Regions from separate parts of the Zea mays genome. Here region 1 is linked to region 2. The links are chromatin contacts, called in public Hi-C maps. All regions are on one chromosome and are shown on one strand. The core of a region is the stretch at or near the end of the contact, and the rest is flanking DNA. Distances in the headings are between cores, read along the strand shown. Region 1 holds the start of LOC103637767 (pentatricopeptide repeat-containing protein). Region 2 has its middle 84 kb from the start of LOC100282992.

What was found. A called contact is a pair of places that touch in the nucleus more often than the background predicts.
Region 1: a contact with region 2 is called in a Hi-C map of ear, with 2.5 times the contacts expected there. The contact joins the promoter of LOC103637767 here to the enhancer-like site in region 2. A contact is called at or near these places in 3 of 25 Hi-C or Micro-C datasets (ear, leaf and tassel).

What each region holds. Positions count from the first base shown.
Region 1 is chr1:112,250,628-112,253,487 of Zm-B73-REFERENCE-NAM-5.0, reverse strand. It overlaps LOC103637767 (pentatricopeptide repeat-containing protein), which reads right to left and starts at 1,608. Exons shown (of 1, transcript NM_001301446.2): 1 at 1-1,608. The coding sequence starts at 1,406.
Region 2 is chr1:111,798,416-111,801,370 of Zm-B73-REFERENCE-NAM-5.0, reverse strand. No RefSeq gene overlaps it. Among protein-coding and RNA genes, the nearest start is that of LOC100282992, 84 kb to the right of the region's middle. Within about 2 kb of position 1,405, at least 10 of the 20 cell types and tissues checked have an H3K27ac peak or open chromatin away from gene starts, as enhancers often do. A contact at or near this core is called in ear and leaf, where this site is marked.

The DNA of each region.
Region 1 (2,860 bases), core at 359-2,858, 450 kb before region 2:
TTGTTATAGCCCGAAATCATAGCTGTCCATGCGACAGCATCACGGTCAGGCATCGCTTCTAGAATTCTTGTGGCATAAGTATGCTCCCCACGTCTGTTGTAAAACCAAACAAGCGTACTCCCAATCTGGAGATTCTCTTCCATACAATTCTTTATTATCTGGGCATGAAGTTCTTTTCCATGATAAATTGACTGCATAGAGCCACAAGCACTAAGGAGACTAACAATAGTAAGGTGGTTAACAAATACTCTGCGCATCTTCATCTTGCGGAACAACAAGACAGCTTCTTCACCACAGCCACTTTGAGCATATCCAGAGATCATTGAAGTCCATGTAATAGTGTTTCTTCTTGGCATCTTATCGAACACTGTCTGAGCATCAAATACCTCCCCACATCTGGCATACATGGTGACAAGTGCGCTCCCGACATGGATATCATATTTGTATAGCTTCTTCACAATAGCACCATGCAACTGCTTCCCAAATCTTAGAGCCTTCTCCTCTGCACAAGCCTTGAGGGCGCTGCAAACAGTAAATTCGTTGGGGCGAAATCCCTCAGACACCATTGTTGGGAACATCTGAAGAGCTTTGTCACTATGGCCATGCTGCACATAAGCCGTGATCATTGTTGTCCATGAGATAACATCGCGGGATGCCATCCTATCAAACACAGTTGAAGCAGCAGCAACATCACCGCATTGAGCATAGAAGTGTGTGATGGCGCTGTCAACTATCACATTGCTCCAGCCACCCTTCACAACGCAACAGTGGACCTGTTGCCCCAACCTGGCATCACATCGCTCCCCACAAGATTTCAACAGGCAAACAAAAGTCAAGCTGTTACCTTGGACGCCAGCGATCAGCATATCCATCAAAAGCCTCGCAACCTCACCGTGGCAGCCAAGCTTCTGATACCCATTCATCATTGCTGTCCACGACACGATACTCCTCTCGGGCATTTCGTCGAACACCTTCCTCGCATTAGCAACCTCGTCGAACCGCACATAAGCGCTGATCAGATTGTTGGAGACGAACACCCCCAGGCTGCCGAGCGACCGCAGGGCAACCGCGTGCGCTCTCCGGACGTCGAGCTCCCTCCGGCAGAAACGCAGCCAGAACGCGACCGCCTCCGCGTCCGGCAGCGACGGCGCTGCGGAACAAGGAAAATCCTTTCTCGGGATTTTATCCGCAGGGCCCCCGTGGCTATCAACCAGGTGGGATTGAGAGCGCAAAGACTGGTTCTTGGACTTGAAAACATGCGCCCTGACGCGGTGGAGCTTGCTCTTTTTGCTCCTCCCCTGCTCGCCGGAGCTGAGCAAGCTCCGCGGCAAGCAGCTTGGGTGAAACGACGAGCGCGGAGCACAGGTCTGGATTTGTTGGGGAAAAGTACAGCAGCATAGTAGCATCTGGACCTCCTCCCAGTCCCTGCGCCTGCGCGCACCTGGACTCGGAGGAAGAAGAGAGGAGCACAGCCAAGGCGCGACGAAGCAGGACGAGGGAAGGGGAAGAGTGGCCGCAATGGGGAAAATTCCGTGGAAACGGCAGGAGAGATACTCGCCGCCGCCGGCTGCCGGCGAGGAGTTGCGGAAGGGGGAAAGCTGAGTGGGTGAGGTGATTTTGATTTGCGGGAGAGTCTTTTATTTTGTGGGAGAGCACAGGATGAGGTGGTACAGCAGGTAAATCCTTGCAGCGAGTAAAATCAATCACATGCCCATGCCTCCATCGTCCATCCGCGTCCATTACCCGCCGCAGCGGACAGAAAACATGTCCGTGCGTGTGCATATTCTAATTTATAATTCGTTTAAATACTTTATACTAAATTTAATCGACTCATCTTATTAAAAAAATTCATAATTATTTGTTATTTTTTGATACAATATTATTTAGCATATAATATATTTTAAATGTAACTTTAAATTTTTCATTTTTTTCAAAAAAAATTTAAATAAGACCGTCAAACATGGCACAAAAATATCAAACAAATTATAATTTGGAAAGGAGAGAGTATATTCTTGGTACCCAATAATACGACCAAATAATTAAGGAGTTTCGTGATCATGACATGTGGGGATGAAGACTCCGCAATGTTGTTTAATGACTCGGTCTACATGTTAGAGATAATCTTATCTGAGCAGTCAAAGAGGTTTGTGTAAAGCTTGGGACAAGATTCCTAGTTAGATACAATTAAGATAATATGTATTTGGTCACATATGCATGTTTATCTGGTACTATAACTAGATAACCTTTTTGTAATTGTGTTCTCTTTGGACCATAAAATGAGGGTGAGACATCCCAAAAGGACATACATGCTCGACAGTTGGGACGTCGGGTAGGGGAATTTGTGACGATCATAGTGGATCTAATGGCAGCCATGAGCTTTGTACTAGAAGACGAGATTTTCTTCGGCACCCTTTAGATTCATTGTTGATGAGCTTGAGAATCTTAGGCTTGCCCCGGAAACCTTGCCGACCGTGGTGCCTCTCATTTAAACTTCCATAGATCCAATCTGCATGACGGACCAGACTCAAACTCATCACGATCTGATTCCGACTCAGGCTCCGACTCGGATTCTAACCCCCAACTCAGACTCAAATTACTATTATTCAGGAGATCGATTCGTCTTCATGGTGAACTCTAGACATCATAAGGTTCATCCCTCTGACCATGACAATGATGGCAACAACCAGGTGGTCAATTGGCGAAGGAATAAAGAAGAGCTACAGCGTGGACGAAATGCTCACGACCATATCCAGACGGTCGACTTTCAGGGACAGCAGGTCTATGACATGCCGATGAAAAAAAACATGACCTCGAAACTCCTTCTAGATAGAATTACTCCATTACTCCCTTAGGACAACAT
Region 2 (2,955 bases), core at 156-2,655:
CTAACTCCCCAAGCATTTCACGCAGATTCATTCTAATTTCCAAGCTGGCACCCATCCCTATCCAACACAGACAAAAATGTTGTCAAAAGAAAACACGGACAAATCTTTCGTGTACATCCACATCACAAATGAAGTGATGTGCACGCGTTACACGTAGCGGGATGGAAGGCCACCGTATCTACCAGCCACTATTTTTTTATTGGATGCATGATTCACATGGTCAACACATTTCCTGCAGACAGACGAACTCAATTATTTGTTTTTCTTTTTTATTTTGGTGTGATACATCACATGGATGACAAGGGTATTATTATACTCAAATTAAGTGCCCTGTTGATGTATCCTCATCTTCATCATCAATTTTCAACGACACAAGTGTACTGAGGTTTTCTTTCAAACAGCGAATTATTTTATTTCCTTTGTAGGGCTAGTTTGTCAACTCTATTTTTTTCAAGAGATCCTTATTTTCACACGAAAAAATAAACTAATTTCTCTATAAAAAAATAAAAGTTTCAAACAGGGTTGCTAAACTAGCCCCAGTGACATGTTCCCCAAGCGATTTTGCTTGCCGGACATCTATGCGGCCTTCAGTAACTTGTATAGCACCAGCACTACCCAAATTGTTGTAAAATTAAATTCAAATTAGATATATGAAAAGAACACTCCGAGAGTGCATCATGGAAAATGGTTCAAAGGCCCAATTGAAAGAGGTTTATGTATAATAAATTTAAGAATGAGGCTCTTTTGCTGAAGCACCTCCATGTATACTTTAATAAAGAATAATTCCTTCGGTGAGTTTACTTCGAGAGAGATACTATTCCAATGATCATCTTCCAACATCTAGAAAAAAGGCTGTTGACACATAATTCAAAATTTGCTAGTAACATTTATCTTTCTTTGGGATTATCTATGGAATGAAAAGATTTTAAGTGTGGACTTTCTAGAGTTACATTCATTTGCCACTAATCTAGATATTTCTTTGGCAAAATCTCTAGAACTTCGTGAAGCTCATGATCGCTTTCAACTCCCATTATCTGAATAGGCCTATTCTCAATTAATTCTTACAGTTCCAGATAATCATCACAACTCTGCCACATCGATCAACTCAATGTTAAAGACTCTTGATCGTATATTTGTGGTTCTTTACCGTTCTCCTCAAATAAAGTATACAGAAGGTTCTTGGGTTCATCCTTTATTTATCAGGCAATAAGATGGCTCTGGAGTTCTTCGTGTGAGCTGAAACACAAAGTATTCTGTTGTCTCCTTATACATGATAGGCTGAACACAAGGGAGTTGTTAAAACACAAAAACTTGCATCTGTAATTTTATGATTGTGAGCTCTGTGTCGGTTGGCAGATCCGCGCTGATGGGCCTGCTGCCTGCAGCACTACTGATCCATGCTAGGCCAAAAGATGGATGGGCCACTACTGCTTTAGCGAGAGGAATTGAGGAACTCTCTTGTTCGGTCAACTTTTCGACAATAGTCAACTTGAACAAGCTACAACTTGTCCTTTACATATTCTCCAAATATCATACTCATTGCCCCATAATTAGCTTTTGAGCAGGCTAAGAATGTTAGGTGCGTTCAAATCATATTCAAAAGAGACCAATGATGCTGTGGGACTTTGTTAGTATTTGGTCAATGAGCAAAATATATTTGTAGAAACTGTTGAATAATTAGACAAATTTCAGTTTAAATTCCGAATATAAATCATGACCAAATCAGAAGAACTGAAATAACAAGCCAAATCAGATGATGCGTACTGATTAGACTTACAGATAGATGGCACGCGCCGGAATCAGCAGGGTCGACGATGTCGAAGTAGCGAAATCAGCAGGGTCGACGAGGTCAGCAGATCACGAGCAGTCGCGTGAAGACGCTTCCCAAAAACCTTATTCGCCCTCTCCCGGTGCAGGATCTAGAAGACGAAGGGTTCCGGAGACCTGCTCTCCTGATCGCAGATGCACCTCTGCGGTCGGGACGAAGGGAACTAAAAGGCGGTTCAGCTATGAAGAGAGGCGAAAGCGAAACTGGGATAATTTGGAGGCTGGCTGCCGGGCTCCTTTTATAGGGCCGAGTCCGCGACCCCGTGCTTATCCGCCCACGAAAATCTCGCAATCAGTTGAGATTTTATAGCAATCGGTTAGGATAAGCGTAACAGCCAAGAAACCAAAAAATCAAACGGCAAAAGGTAGCCGCGCCCCCGCAAGGCGAGGGGCCGGATTTCGGTGGACCATTCACGCGCATGTCGTGCGCCCGCGCCCTTCGCCCCGGCCCGGCCCGGCCAGGCGAGGCGAGCGAGCGCGCGCACGTGTGTGGCTCTCCACACACTCTCCTCTCATCCATGACTTGGTGAGTGAGTGTGGCTTTCATATTTAAGCTAGCTCTACTCCACTAGAGCTAGCAATATGGTGCTATTGGTTCCACATATTCCTTAGCCATCCACTTATATGGGCTTTTGTGATTTTCCTGGGATTTATTCGAATTTCCCAATTGGGCCTAGCCCATAAATCCTAACAATCCCCCACCAGATCTCAAATGCCCATCTGCAATTTTCGCCACTGTTCACTACTGTTTAATATACTAGTTTTTCAGCAGAGACTGTTAAGTTGAACTTCCGCCTAGAACTCCAAGCTACACCAACCCACAACTTGGATAATGGACTATGCCTTGAATTGCAAGTTTTGCGTGAATGGGTTTCACTTGAAGTCATGACCAGTACTTGGCTACCAGTAGTCCCCTTCTCGGGTGGAGCATATACGTCGTACTCCAAGGTCTCTTCATGAATTTACTAGAGATCACCCAGATCTCATAGACTGCGACGTTAGACAGTCTAACTCATATAGGTGTGTTCTTTCAAAGAATGTTCTGCAGGACAACATCTTCGCTAATACAAGCCAACAGAACACATTAAGGCACAAAGCCAACCTGCCTTACAGCATTTGAGAGTATTG